4 separate regions of the Sus scrofa genome follow, and all the other regions are linked to region 1. Evidence: chromatin contacts called from public Hi-C and HiChIP or PLAC-seq data. All regions are on one chromosome and are shown on one strand. The core of a region is the stretch at or near the end of the contact, and the rest is flanking DNA. Distances in the headings are between cores, read along the strand shown. Region 1 has its middle 81 kb from the start of CAB39. Region 2 has its middle 65 kb from the start of SP140. Region 3 holds the start of SP110 (sp110 nuclear body protein). Region 4 overlaps SP110 (sp110 nuclear body protein).

The links. A called contact is a pair of places that touch in the nucleus more often than the background predicts. HiChIP or PLAC-seq counts read pairs in DNA pulled down with a chosen protein or histone mark.
Region 2: an H3K27ac HiChIP or PLAC-seq map of alveolar macrophages shows a contact between it and region 1. The contact joins two enhancer-like sites. A contact is called at or near these places in 1 of 5 promoter capture datasets (fetal liver) and 1 of 2 datasets of contacts at active chromatin or transcription factors (alveolar macrophages).
Region 3: an H3K27ac HiChIP or PLAC-seq map of alveolar macrophages shows a contact between it and region 1. The contact joins the promoter of SP110 here to the enhancer-like site in region 1. A contact is called at or near these places in 2 of 5 promoter capture datasets (fetal liver and fetal skeletal muscle), 4 of 47 Hi-C or Micro-C datasets (alveolar macrophages, embryonic fibroblasts and liver) and 2 of 2 datasets of contacts at active chromatin or transcription factors (alveolar macrophages and skeletal muscle).
Region 4: a contact with region 1 is called in a Hi-C map of liver, with 11 times the contacts expected there. The contact joins two enhancer-like sites. A contact is called at or near these places in 4 of 5 promoter capture datasets (fetal liver, fetal skeletal muscle, liver and 1 more), 31 of 47 Hi-C or Micro-C datasets (adipose tissue, alveolar macrophages, blood and 17 more) and 2 of 2 datasets of contacts at active chromatin or transcription factors (alveolar macrophages and skeletal muscle).

Annotation. Positions count from the first base shown.
Region 1 is chr15:131,410,503-131,413,259 of Sscrofa11.1, forward strand. No RefSeq gene overlaps it. Among named protein-coding and RNA genes, the nearest start is that of CAB39, 81 kb to the right of the region's middle. Within about 2 kb of position 1,334, at least 54 of the 83 cell types and tissues checked have an H3K27ac peak or open chromatin away from gene starts, as enhancers often do. A contact at or near this core is called in adipose tissue, alveolar macrophages, embryonic fibroblasts and 6 more, where this site is marked.
Region 2 is chr15:131,159,076-131,161,900 of Sscrofa11.1, forward strand. No RefSeq gene overlaps it. Among named protein-coding and RNA genes, the nearest start is that of SP140, 65 kb to the right of the region's middle. Within about 2 kb of position 1,331, at least 4 of the 83 cell types and tissues checked have an H3K27ac peak or open chromatin away from gene starts, as enhancers often do. A contact at or near this core is called in alveolar macrophages and fetal liver, where this site is marked.
Region 3 is chr15:131,225,146-131,227,932 of Sscrofa11.1, forward strand. SP110 (sp110 nuclear body protein) reads right to left here and starts at 1,398. Exons shown (of 17, transcript XM_021075649.1): 1 at 1,269-1,398. The coding sequence starts at 1,288. SP140 (nuclear body protein SP140) reads left to right here and starts at 160. Exons shown (of 25, transcript XM_021075644.1): 1 at 160-350.
Region 4 is chr15:131,185,975-131,188,674 of Sscrofa11.1, forward strand. The region is part of intron 9 of SP110 (sp110 nuclear body protein); the gene reads right to left. Among named protein-coding and RNA genes, the nearest start is that of SP140, 38 kb to the right of the region's middle. Within about 2 kb of position 1,432, at least 31 of the 83 cell types and tissues checked have an H3K27ac peak or open chromatin away from gene starts, as enhancers often do. A contact at or near this core is called in adipose tissue, alveolar macrophages, fetal liver and 5 more, where this site is marked.

The DNA.
Region 1 (2,757 bases), core at 84-2,583:
AGCAGATTAAAGATCTGGCATTGTCACTGCTGTGGCACAGGTTCGATCCTTGGCCCAGGGACTCTGCATGCTGTGGGTGCATCCAAAAAGAAAGAAGAAGAAGGGAATCAAAGAATTGGAAACATTGCTATTGTCTATACCAGTATTTATAAGCAGCATTATCACAAGAGCCAAAAAGTGGAAACAACCCAAATGCCCAACAACATATGAATGGATAAACAAAATGTGAATACATACAATGGAACATTATTCAGCCATTAAAAAGTATAAAAATGTTCATATATGTTGCCACACTGATGGACTGTGAAAGCATTATGCTAAGTGAAACAATCCAAACATAGGACAAATATATAATTCTAAATATATGAGAAACAGAGAATAGGTAAATTCATAGAAACAAAAAGTAGCATATAAGTTATGGGAGCTGGTGGTGGAGGTGCAGGGAACTGAGAGTTACTGTTTCAGAGGTTGGGGATGACCAAAAGTTTTGGAAATAGACAACAACAATGGTTTTGCAACATTGTGAAAGTATTTCTTATCACTAAATTATCCTCTTACAAATGGTTAAAATGATAAATATTGTTGTATACATTTTACCACCATTTTAAAAATATTCATTGGAAGGGGCTCATATTATTTGAATCTGGAGCTTTGTGTTAATTATTCCAACTAAGTTGTAACATGGCGCTGTCTGGAGACCCAGGACACTAGAGCTGAGCATATTTGGGGACAGAAAAATAAATGGAAGAAGGGGTTTAAATTCTCAGCCTGGTGAAGAGTGAGATCTTACAGATGGTCATGGCAAATATCAGAAACTTCTCAGAGTCACGTCTGAGCCTTTTATTCTGCTGGTTTCAACTACCTACAAACAAGCAGGGGCAGAATGCACTGGGTGTCAGCTTAAAACAAGCTTGCCAGGGGTCCGCTGCTCTTCTCCCTAAATTCCAGTGCACCCAGGGGTGAACTAGGTATGGCCAGTTGAATGGTTCAATAGAAAACAAAAAGTGAAGAAATTCAAGACGAGGAGGAAGTCCTGTCCCTTGCACCTCGTTCTTTTCCCCCAAAAAAGAAACCCTGATCTGATCTAGTCAGTTCCCGGGTCATACACAGGATAAGCCACCAAAGCAGGGCTTGGATAATCAAATGTCAGGCAGGAGCAGGTTATCTCCCAGCAAACACTGGCAGGGAAACGGGCGCTCCGCCGCCAGCCCTGGACTCGCTCTGTCTACTTCTTGCACAAGCTCCATTACTGGAAGTCAGCTGCTGGCACAATTTCAGCCCCCGGGGAGCCACCCACTCGCTTTCCCAGAGCACCCTTCCCCCTTCTAGGGCAGAAGTCAGCCAACACGTTCCACTAAAGCAATACACAGAATCAAATAGGCTTTCAGCTCAGTTGGTAAACAACCGCTGCCTGGAGCCCTTTCAAATGCCTCCCTCCACCCCTGCTGCCCTCGCCAGCCGTCTATTCCCTAAGTCCCTCCCCCACAAGCCCCCCCCCCCCCCAATCAGCGACCTGAGGTCCGGGGGTCCTCCAGAAACCTGCTGCAGCCTTAGCCGACGTCAGTTTTCAGCAGGAGCACACAGAACAGAATGAAAGGAAAGCCTCTACTACCCGAGACATTTCCATTTTTCACTCTAATTTTAGCAAATGAAACTTTACTTAAATTTGCATTTTACCGTCTTTTCTCAATACACCGTGTCGCTCTTTCCAGAACCTCCAGAGGGTCTACAGTGCCCTCTGGTGGCTGAATGTTGCTATTGCACATTCCTCTTCAGAAATACCTTTTCCTCTCCTAATTCATCTTACTGTCTGTTCTGGAAGCGAAGAACTCATTTCTTAACCATCTAACCACATAGCTCAAAATCAAGATTAGAGGTGGCATTCTTCCCTTCTAGGTAAGAGCGAGTGAAATAAATGTAAGGAATTAGTGCATGAGATAGTTTTCCTGTTTGAAGCAGTTGATGTGCCTGTAAGTGTATTTATGACCTAGACGAAGAAGTTTTAGTTCAAATTATGAGGATGCCCTGTGTCTTTGATTCTTTTCCACTCGCTTTCTGAGCTATCTTCCTAGGTCCCTGAGACCTTCTTTGGGCCTAAGAGACCTTAAGAACCGGGCATCTCTGCCTTCTGGATTTCCCTTTAGGCTGGGAATGCTCTGAACCAAGCTCCCCTTGGTTGACTCATGGGGTGAACTGGGGGGGCTGGGGGTGTGAAGACGAAGAGGAATGAGATGGAACTCCTTTGACCACCTCCACCTGCATCTGAGGCCACCTCAGAACCTGTTGACTTCCACTGGCTTACCCTGCAGATTTTCTACTCCGTGAATGCTTCCTGCAAGTGGAGTCTCAGTGGTGGCTTGAACAAAGAAGAAAAATCTGGGGATTAAGGTAAACCGAACCACAGCTGATGGTTGTCTTTTAAGAGGAGACATGAAATGGATTATTGTAACTGGATACCACCTTGCGGGGGGAGTGTTGGGGGTTCTTCATCCTTGCAGCCTTGTGTTATCTAGCACGAGCTAATGCACAGCATATGACCATTGCTCTGGAGGAGATGTGTGGTGGAGAAGAGGCCTCACACCAAAGGGGACATAAGGAGGGGCCTCCTTAACTAATGGGAACGCTCTGTGCAATGTGCAGTTGGCACAACCAAACTCTCTGTGCGTTCCTGAGGAGCCCCACCCAGAAAACAGAGTGGGTCTTCTCAAACCAGCAGCCATAACTAAGATGATGTCACGGCTCCCGTCCCAGAAAATC
Region 2 (2,825 bases), core at 81-2,580, 250 kb before region 1:
GTGACTGCTCCTCTCAGAGCTGGCTTCTGAGTCTATCCAGACAGTAGGAAACCTCTTCCCTGTGATCTGCTCTACCCGAAAGAGCTCTGAACCAGGGCTAAAGGGTCCAGGGCAAACTGCTTTGAGAAGCTGGAAACAGATGATGTTGATTTCAAGCACTGGCTGCATAAACAAACAGGGTCATGGTCCAGATACAGAAATAGCTACATCTGGAGCTCCCTTCCTGGCTCAGCGGTTAAAGAACCTGATTAGGATCCATGAGGATGCAGGTTCGATCCCTGGCCTTGCTCCCTGGGTTAAGGATCCGGCGTTGCCATGAGCTGTGGTGTGGGTTGCCGACGCGGCTCGGGATCTGGCATTGCTGTGGCTGTGACGTAGGTCGGCAGCTGTAGTTCCAATTGGACACCTAGCTTGGGAACTTCCATATGCGGCAGGTGTGGCCCTAAAAAAAGAAAAGAAAAGAAACAAAAGGCTAAATCTGCCCTTAGGCTCTGTCTGAGAAAGTGCAGGGTTCATGGATCCTGGCAGGTGCCAAGGATTGGCCTGTCCTCTCTTAGGACCAGTCCTCTGCCTGACTTTTTAGGAGGATGTGAGCTTATGCTGTGCATCTCTGGCTTTTCGTGTAGGTAAGTACCAACACACGCCCACTGACCTGAGGCTCCTTTCACTGGCTGCCAGAACCCACCTACTGAGGGCTGAGAGACCAGGTTCCCATGCTCTCCGGGACAAGTCCATGGGCCCATGAACGAGTCCAGAACCCTGTCATAGGGCCAGGTGAGCCAGCCCTCTCTGTCTGCACCCTGACAGCTGGGCACCGTAGCTGTCCTGGATCCGGATGCTGCAACCGCAGTGCCTGGACCTGGATGCCTGCCTCTGCCTCGGGCTGCAGAGCCTGGAGAACCATTGCTGTGCCTGAAGTTGGAAACCTCACTGTCGCCTTTGTGAACTAAGAACATTTCTGCTTCATCTCCCCCACTAGATGCTGCAGCATTTGGTGTGTCAAACCGCCACTCCACATTAAACAGACACTGACGTGGTCTGGCATCAGCTGACGTGGTGGACACACAGCTGCCCCTTCCTCTGATCCTCAGGCCCTGTGTCCTTGCTTGGGTCACTGTCCTTACCACTGAGCCCTTGCTTGTGGGCTTGTGCTCTCTTCTGGCAAATTGGCCTCCATGTCTGTCGCATTTGGATGATGGAGAGAGTTCCCGCTCAACCTTTCTGTAAATGATCAGATGCCGGTGGCTGCTCATGGGGCAAGGTGTCCCCAGGGTAAATGCATCCTAGCCCTGGTTTTATCCAACCAGGACACATGTTGGCACAAGGCCTGAGGACTCAGGCTGGGAAAGCCCCACTGAGTGGTGTTCCCTTTTCTAGATGGCTCCTGAGATCAAGGAATCCCTTGAGACCAGAGGAAAGATGAGTAAGACAATGGCTTCTTGGATTTCATTATTTCAAGTGTCGCTTCACAGTGGTAAAGTGAATAGTGTCTGTGATTTTCTTTTCTTTTTTTTTTGCTTTTTAGGGCCACATCTGTGGCATATGAAAGCCCAGGCTAGGGGTTGAATCAGAGCTGCAGCTGACAGGCTAGACCACAGCCACAGCAACACCAGATCTGAGTGGTGTCTGCCATCTGTAACACAGCTCACGGCAACACTGGATTCCTGACCCAGTGATCGAGGCCAGGGATTGAACCCTCATCCTTATGGATACTAGTCGGATTTGTTCCCACTGTGCCACCATGGGAACTCTGATTTTTTTTTTTTTTTTATTTCCTAGGGACAATGACAGAAGGGAGAGCTGGGAATCCTGCCCACATACCGAATTCCAGGTGGAGAAAGATCCCATGGGATGGAGAGGGAGCATCTTTAGAAGGAAAGAGAATCAGGTGGGCCCCTCAAGGCTCAAGGGAGCGAAGAAGAGGGGCCAAGTCCCCCAGCAGGACTGGCCAGGTTGGCCAGAGGCAGACCCCACAGCCACCTGTGGGCTACGAGCTTGTTCAGCAGGGTTTGGCTTTGCAGAAGCTTGGAAAGCATATGAGAAAGGTTCTCAGCCCAGATGCTAGTAGCCAATTAAGCCTACCTCTCCCAAGGGCAGGTGTACTTGACCAGGAGACCACGCCTTCTCAGCTCCTAAGATTGGATTTTACAAAGTTGAATTTCCAGTATCCGCTGGAGGGGGAACTAGAACTTCATATATAATTCTTTCAGTTGCTCCTGATAAAAAGCTTTTCTTTCTTTCCTTTTTCTTTTTAGTGCCATACCCTCAACATATGGAAGTTCCCAGGCTAGGGGTCGAATCGGAGCTGTAGCCACTGGCCACAGCCACAGCCACAGCCACAGAGATGCTGGATCTGAACCTGACAGCACTCATGGCCTAAACCCAGCCAGAACAGAGACTTGGACTTGAACCCACGTGCTGGGATTCAAATCCAGCCTAAACCCAGATGGGGACTTAAACCCATGGTTTTAGAGTAGAATCACTCGCCCAGTGTCGGGACTCACTGAGGTTCAGGTTCTTCATGCCTCTGAGCAGAAGGAATTCAGCGAAAGATAAAGTGTTAGGCAAGACACAGGTTTATTAGGATAGGACACTTGGAAGAGTTTCAAGCAGGCAGGGATGGAAGCTCTGCCCCCAGGATTCGGTGGGCTACAGTTTTATTATCCTAGGGGAGTGGGGGTCAGAAAAGACCACCTCTTCCTCTTTCTTGGAGTAGGAGCTGTAATACCAGTAAGGTGGGTATTCAAATCAGCAGAAGAGTGGCCCTCAACTCCTGCCCTTGGTCTGAATCTGAACGCAGGCCTCATCCCATCTCCCACTCAATG
Region 3 (2,787 bases), core at 148-2,647, 190 kb before region 1:
TATAATCATGAAGAAATCCTGGAGGACAGAGAAGAGATGGGAAAGAAGTCTGCTGTTTACCATCTGCACGGGAAATGTGGGGCAAAAATCAATTCAGAGCCAGAAAAGGTCAGGATGGTCACATGCTAGGAAGAGGAAGGGGCCCCGGATGACTAATTTTACTACAGCGTTCTGAGCAAAACACCTGCCGTGTTCCTCACTCTTCATCTGCTACAATTGCCAGGGATGAAGGCGAAGCACAGAGAGGTTCATTAACTAGCCCGAGGTATTCATGGGCAAAGCGGACTCATCTGACCAAAGCCCCTCTTCTCACCAGTGCAGGATACTGCGTCCCGTACGTGAGTGTTCAGGTTTGTATTATGCACAAGAATCTTAAAAATCAATAAGTAAAGATAAATATCAGCGAGAAAAAGAAAAGGAAAGGCATAAACAAGAAATTAAGTCAAATGTACAATGAATGTATGACAAACACGGCAACTTGCTAGAGGTCAGGTCAGAACAGGGCAAAGACAATCTGATAACATGTTTGCCAACCAAACTGGCCAAGATAGAAAACAATCAGAGACACTGCTAGAGGTTAATTTAGTAATCCTTATCAAATCTCCTAAAATTTGTATGCCCTTGAGTCTTAAATTCCACTTCTAGGAATTTTTTTTTTTTTGAAAAGCGTATTCACTAAGAATGGGAAAAGTAATCATAACAAATACATTTTTAAAAAGCAAACTGTCTGCCTGACACAATGCTGTGCTTAACAGCATCCTGAAAGTCCCTCTGCATTTGTTTCTAGATCATCTCCCTGACTCTGGGAATTTATTTCAAGAAAATAATCATGAATGTGCTTAAGGAAAAAATATTAAGAAGTTGATATGTGAGAGAGGAAATTAAATGCACTCTCCTTGTTTTCTCTTTCCCACGAGTGTCCCAGCTCCCTCGGGTCCCTTGTACTATGAATAATGAATGAGCTGCCTGGTTGGGGCAGAGGCAGGGTCACTGCACGGACAAGGAAGTACAGAGGAAATCTCAAGCTCCGTTTGCAATAACAGGCTAGAATTTGGGGGTGGGGGAGTTGTGTGTTTGCTTCCCCGGTTCTTCTGTCTTCTTTTTAACAGTCTCCTATTAAGTCCCACCCACCCTCTCTATCTCTTTGGAAAACGGAATTTTACAGAGAGAGAGAGAGAGAGCCTCACCCTGCTGCTGCGGCCAGAACAGGACCTGGGGAAGCCAATCACCAAAAGCTGAATAAAGCAGCCGAGGCAAAAAAAACCCACCTGGATACTGAGACTGCCATCTGTTCCTTTCCCTTTCCAGGTCCAGGGGCTCTCCCAGGATGGCTCTGGAAGCCTGGGAGCAGGGCAGGGAGGTAGGTTAGGCAAAACAGGAAGTCTGTGCTTTGGGGCTCAGGGTGAGGGCCAGGCTTCCCGAGGAAAGGAAAGTGAAAGCAAAGTGAAAGCATTGAACGGACTGTGCAGAGCTGAAGGTAAGACCTCATTTCTCGCAGCTTCTCGGCACCTCCCGGTACTTGTGAGATTCCCAGGGGACTTGGGGGTCGTGGGATTGGTGGTTTGAGAGGTGGTCCAGCTGGGGAGGAGGGTACTGTGAGGAGGGGGCGTGCGGTCCGAAGGACGTGGTTGGGGCGGGGGGTTATGCTATCTATTTACATCTGTACCTACCTCTGTTTCTTTAGGACTCGTCCTCCTACACTTTTTGGGGTGATGAAAATGTCCCTAAGCTTAATTGTGGGGATGATGATGTTACACCAAGGAATCCATTTACTAGAAATCATCACACTTAAAAAAAATAAAAATAAAAACAAAGGGGAGGGGTGACTCAGAAATGCCTATACTTTGTCAGGATAAAATTATTACTGAAGAAAATTGAAATTTAAAAAGAAACCTGAATAGAAACTTAAATCCTGCAGTGGTGGGCAGATCCCAGAGAGAACTGGGGCCAGGAGAAGGTTCTAAAACAGCCGCTCCAGGGAGACAGGGAACACTCCCTCTAAACATCCTATTAAAGATTGCTAATATGTGGAGTTCCTGTCGTGGCTCAGTGGTTAACGTATCCGGCTAGGATCCATGAGGTTTGGGGTTCAATTCCTGGCCTCGCTCAGTAGGTTAAGGATCGGGCGTTGCCGTGAGCTGTGGTGTGGGTCACAGATGCGGCTCGGATCCGGGTTGCTGTGGCTCTGGCTCTGATTCGACCCCTAACCTGGGAACCTCTATATGCGGCGGGAGCGGCCCTAGAAAAGGCAAAAAGACAAAAACAAAACAAAACAAAAAAGATTTCTAATATGTACTGTGAGAAATCCTTCTCTAAGAAGTCTGTTTAACCTTACTTAAATCAATGATTTGAAAATGTACTTGGGACCTCTCCTAACAGGACACTTATAAATCAGAAAAAAAGATGGGAAACACAGTTCTAGAGTCTAAGAAACCTTGAAACCAAGGCTAGCATACGTGGGCACGAGCTCAATTTGATGGGAGTATAAAAATGCATCATCTTAAGTGTGCATTTCGATGCGATTTAACAAACGTCATCATAACCACAGTTAAGATACAGGCCATTTCCATCATCCCAGAAAGTCCCCTTGTGCCCTTCGCCAATAGTTTCCTCCTCAGTCCCAGCACTGGGCAATCACTGATCTACTTTCACTATGTCTACGGATTTGTTTTGTCTGCACTAAATTTCTATGTAAATGGTAACGCACAATGTGCACTTTTTTTTTTTTTTTTGGTCTTTTTAGGGCCACACCTGCAGCACATGGAATTTCCCTGGCTAGGGGCTGAA
Region 4 (2,700 bases), core at 182-2,681, 220 kb before region 1:
CATCAGCGTATTAAATACATGTTACCTACGTATAAAAAGAAACACCTCAACAAGACTACATCATACGACTGATAAGTGCACAGAGACATGACATTAAATCAGAAGTCAAAGCCGGGGCCACGTGCTAAGGAAGCAGGAGAAGTGGTTTGGTGATGGACAGCTGCCAACGCTTGCCTGGACTCTTGCCTCCTACCCGTGTTCTCTAAAAAGGCCAGGGGGTATTTTTTTCAGTGTAACGAACAAAGGACTTTGTTTTGTTTTGCTTTGCTTTTTAGGGCCACACCCCAGGCAAAAGGACGTTCCTGGGCTAGGGGTCAAATTGGACCAGCAGCTGCCAGCCCACAGCACAGCCACAGAAATGTGGGATCCGAGCCACGTCTGTGACCTACACCAGAGCTCACAGCAATGAGGGATCCTGAACCCACGGAGCAGGGCCAGGGATTGAACCTGACGCCGAGCCTGGGAAACTCCATATGTGGGTGCGGCCCTAAAAGACAAAAAGACAAACAAACAAACAAAAAGAACAGGGTGGGTTACCCCTGAGCCACGACAGGAACTTCCAAGAACAAAGGACTTGGGATTAAAACATCTAGTTTGATTCCAGCTCATGCAAGTCTTTTATGCTCTAATTGAATCTGCAAAAGGGGCTGAAATTTTTCTATTTGAAGATTAAATGATAGCAAAGAACAGCGTGCCTTGCTAACTGTAAAGTGATGTACACACTTACATTGCTGTCAGGGCCTCTGCATCTGGTTGTGTGGGATGTGCACTGAGCAAGGAATTCCCCTTTTAAGGTGCTGGTGGGGGGCGCTGGGGCGGATGTTGGAGGGAGGCCTTGGGGCAGGTCACCTCAGAGACAGAATCCATTTGTACACTTCCCATATGTGTCCAGCAGAGGGCAGCAAAGTGCCTGTTTCAAGACTCTGGGGGCCAGCTCTAGCCCAAGTGCATGGAAAAAGGTGCTGATTTTTTTTTTTTCCTCTAGTTTACAAAGTTCTTTGTATGGGTCCACGGTGGTCCTAATATTGGTATCCATACTTGAAAGAAGGAATACTGTATTGATCTGACAGCCCTTTAAGCACAAACTCTGGGGCCTAGAGGAGACGAGGAGTAATGAGGGAGCCAGATCCATGTACTGACCTCATTCGACTGCAGGGAGTGAACAGAATGTACACAGTTAATTACACATGTGACAAAAGCATGTCAGGGAGACCTACCCCTGCCCGCAGGACAAAGGTGAAGTCCGAGACTGTGTGGCAGAGGAGGAGGAAGGATGAGAGCGTGGCTTTGGGGAGGGAGTCGATGCCGGAGCGAGAGGACACAGGTCCTGAGCGAGAAGGAGGATGAACGCTGGGAAAAACCAGCCTGGTGCCTGCCCTTGGGTGTGTGGGTGGGGATTGGAATGCGGCCGTGGATTACATTCCGTTTCTTGGCCTGAGGCCTGGGTACCTGTGGGCTTTTCCTTTGTGTTAACTCCTCAAGCGTACACTGAAGCGCCTGCCTTCTTCCCCACGTGCCACCACGCTGCTCAAGATGCTGCCCTGCCATAATGTGAGGCTCAGCCCGCATGGACATCAGAGCACTGCTGTCTCGCTAGGGAAGCAGTGTGCTCAGAGCCACAGCTGATTTACAAGCTCTTTATTTTTGCAGACTGCAACAAGCCGGCTTGCAGTGGGCAGCAGTCTGTAGACCCCAGCTTGGGTAGCACACCTCACGCTCAGGAATAAGTTAATGGGGGAAAAGGCCAGTGTGGCAGGTGCCTAAAGAGGGAAGGGAGAGTGACAAGAGATGATGCAGAAGTAAATTATAAAAGCGGAAGGAACAGGAATGCCAGGAGGAGGGAGGGGGCAAGGACAGGGGACCCAAGACACACCAGAGCACAGAGCACAGAAGCAAGGGTGGGGGGCCGGGAGGGCTCACCCCTGACCAACACAGGAAGCAAAAGCCCATCCCACCAGAAATGGGAACATGGTTGGCTTTTTTTTTTTTTTTTTTTTTTTCCTTTTTAGGGCCTCGCTTGCAGCATATGGAGGTTCCCAGGCTAGGGGTCAAATGGAAGCTATAGCCACCGGCCTATGCCAGAGCCACAGTAACTTGGGATCAGTGCTGCATCTGTGACCTACACCGCAGCTCATGGCAACACCAGATCCTTAACCCACTGAGCGAGGCCAGGGATCGAACCCGAAACCTCAGGGTTCCTAGTCGGATTCGTTTATGCTGTGCCACGATGGGAACTCCCTGAACAGACATCTTTTCCCCTCTTTTCTAATATATAAAAAATGAATAGTCATTTACAACTGCAAACATGGATTTACATCCTTTATAGGTCAACTTTTTTTTTTCTCTTTTTGGTCAACTATTTTTAAGTAATTTTTTTCCCTTACTAGTTTGGGGAGAAAAGACAGAGATGAGTCCTGATGAATGAAAAATCATAGCATTGACTAAGAAATAAACAGCAAGCCCAAGGCAATAGATAGGGAGGTTAAAACTATTACATACAGAAGTCAAATTTTCACAAGTTAATACATACACATGTATAACAATATACTAAGCATAGATATGTATATATACTTAATACAAATAATAGCGGTAAGGAGTTCCCGTTGTGGCTCAGTGGAAACAAATCTGTTTAGGATCCATGAGGACAAATGTTCGATCCCTGGCCTCACTCAGTGGGTTAAGGGTCTGGTGTTGCCGTGA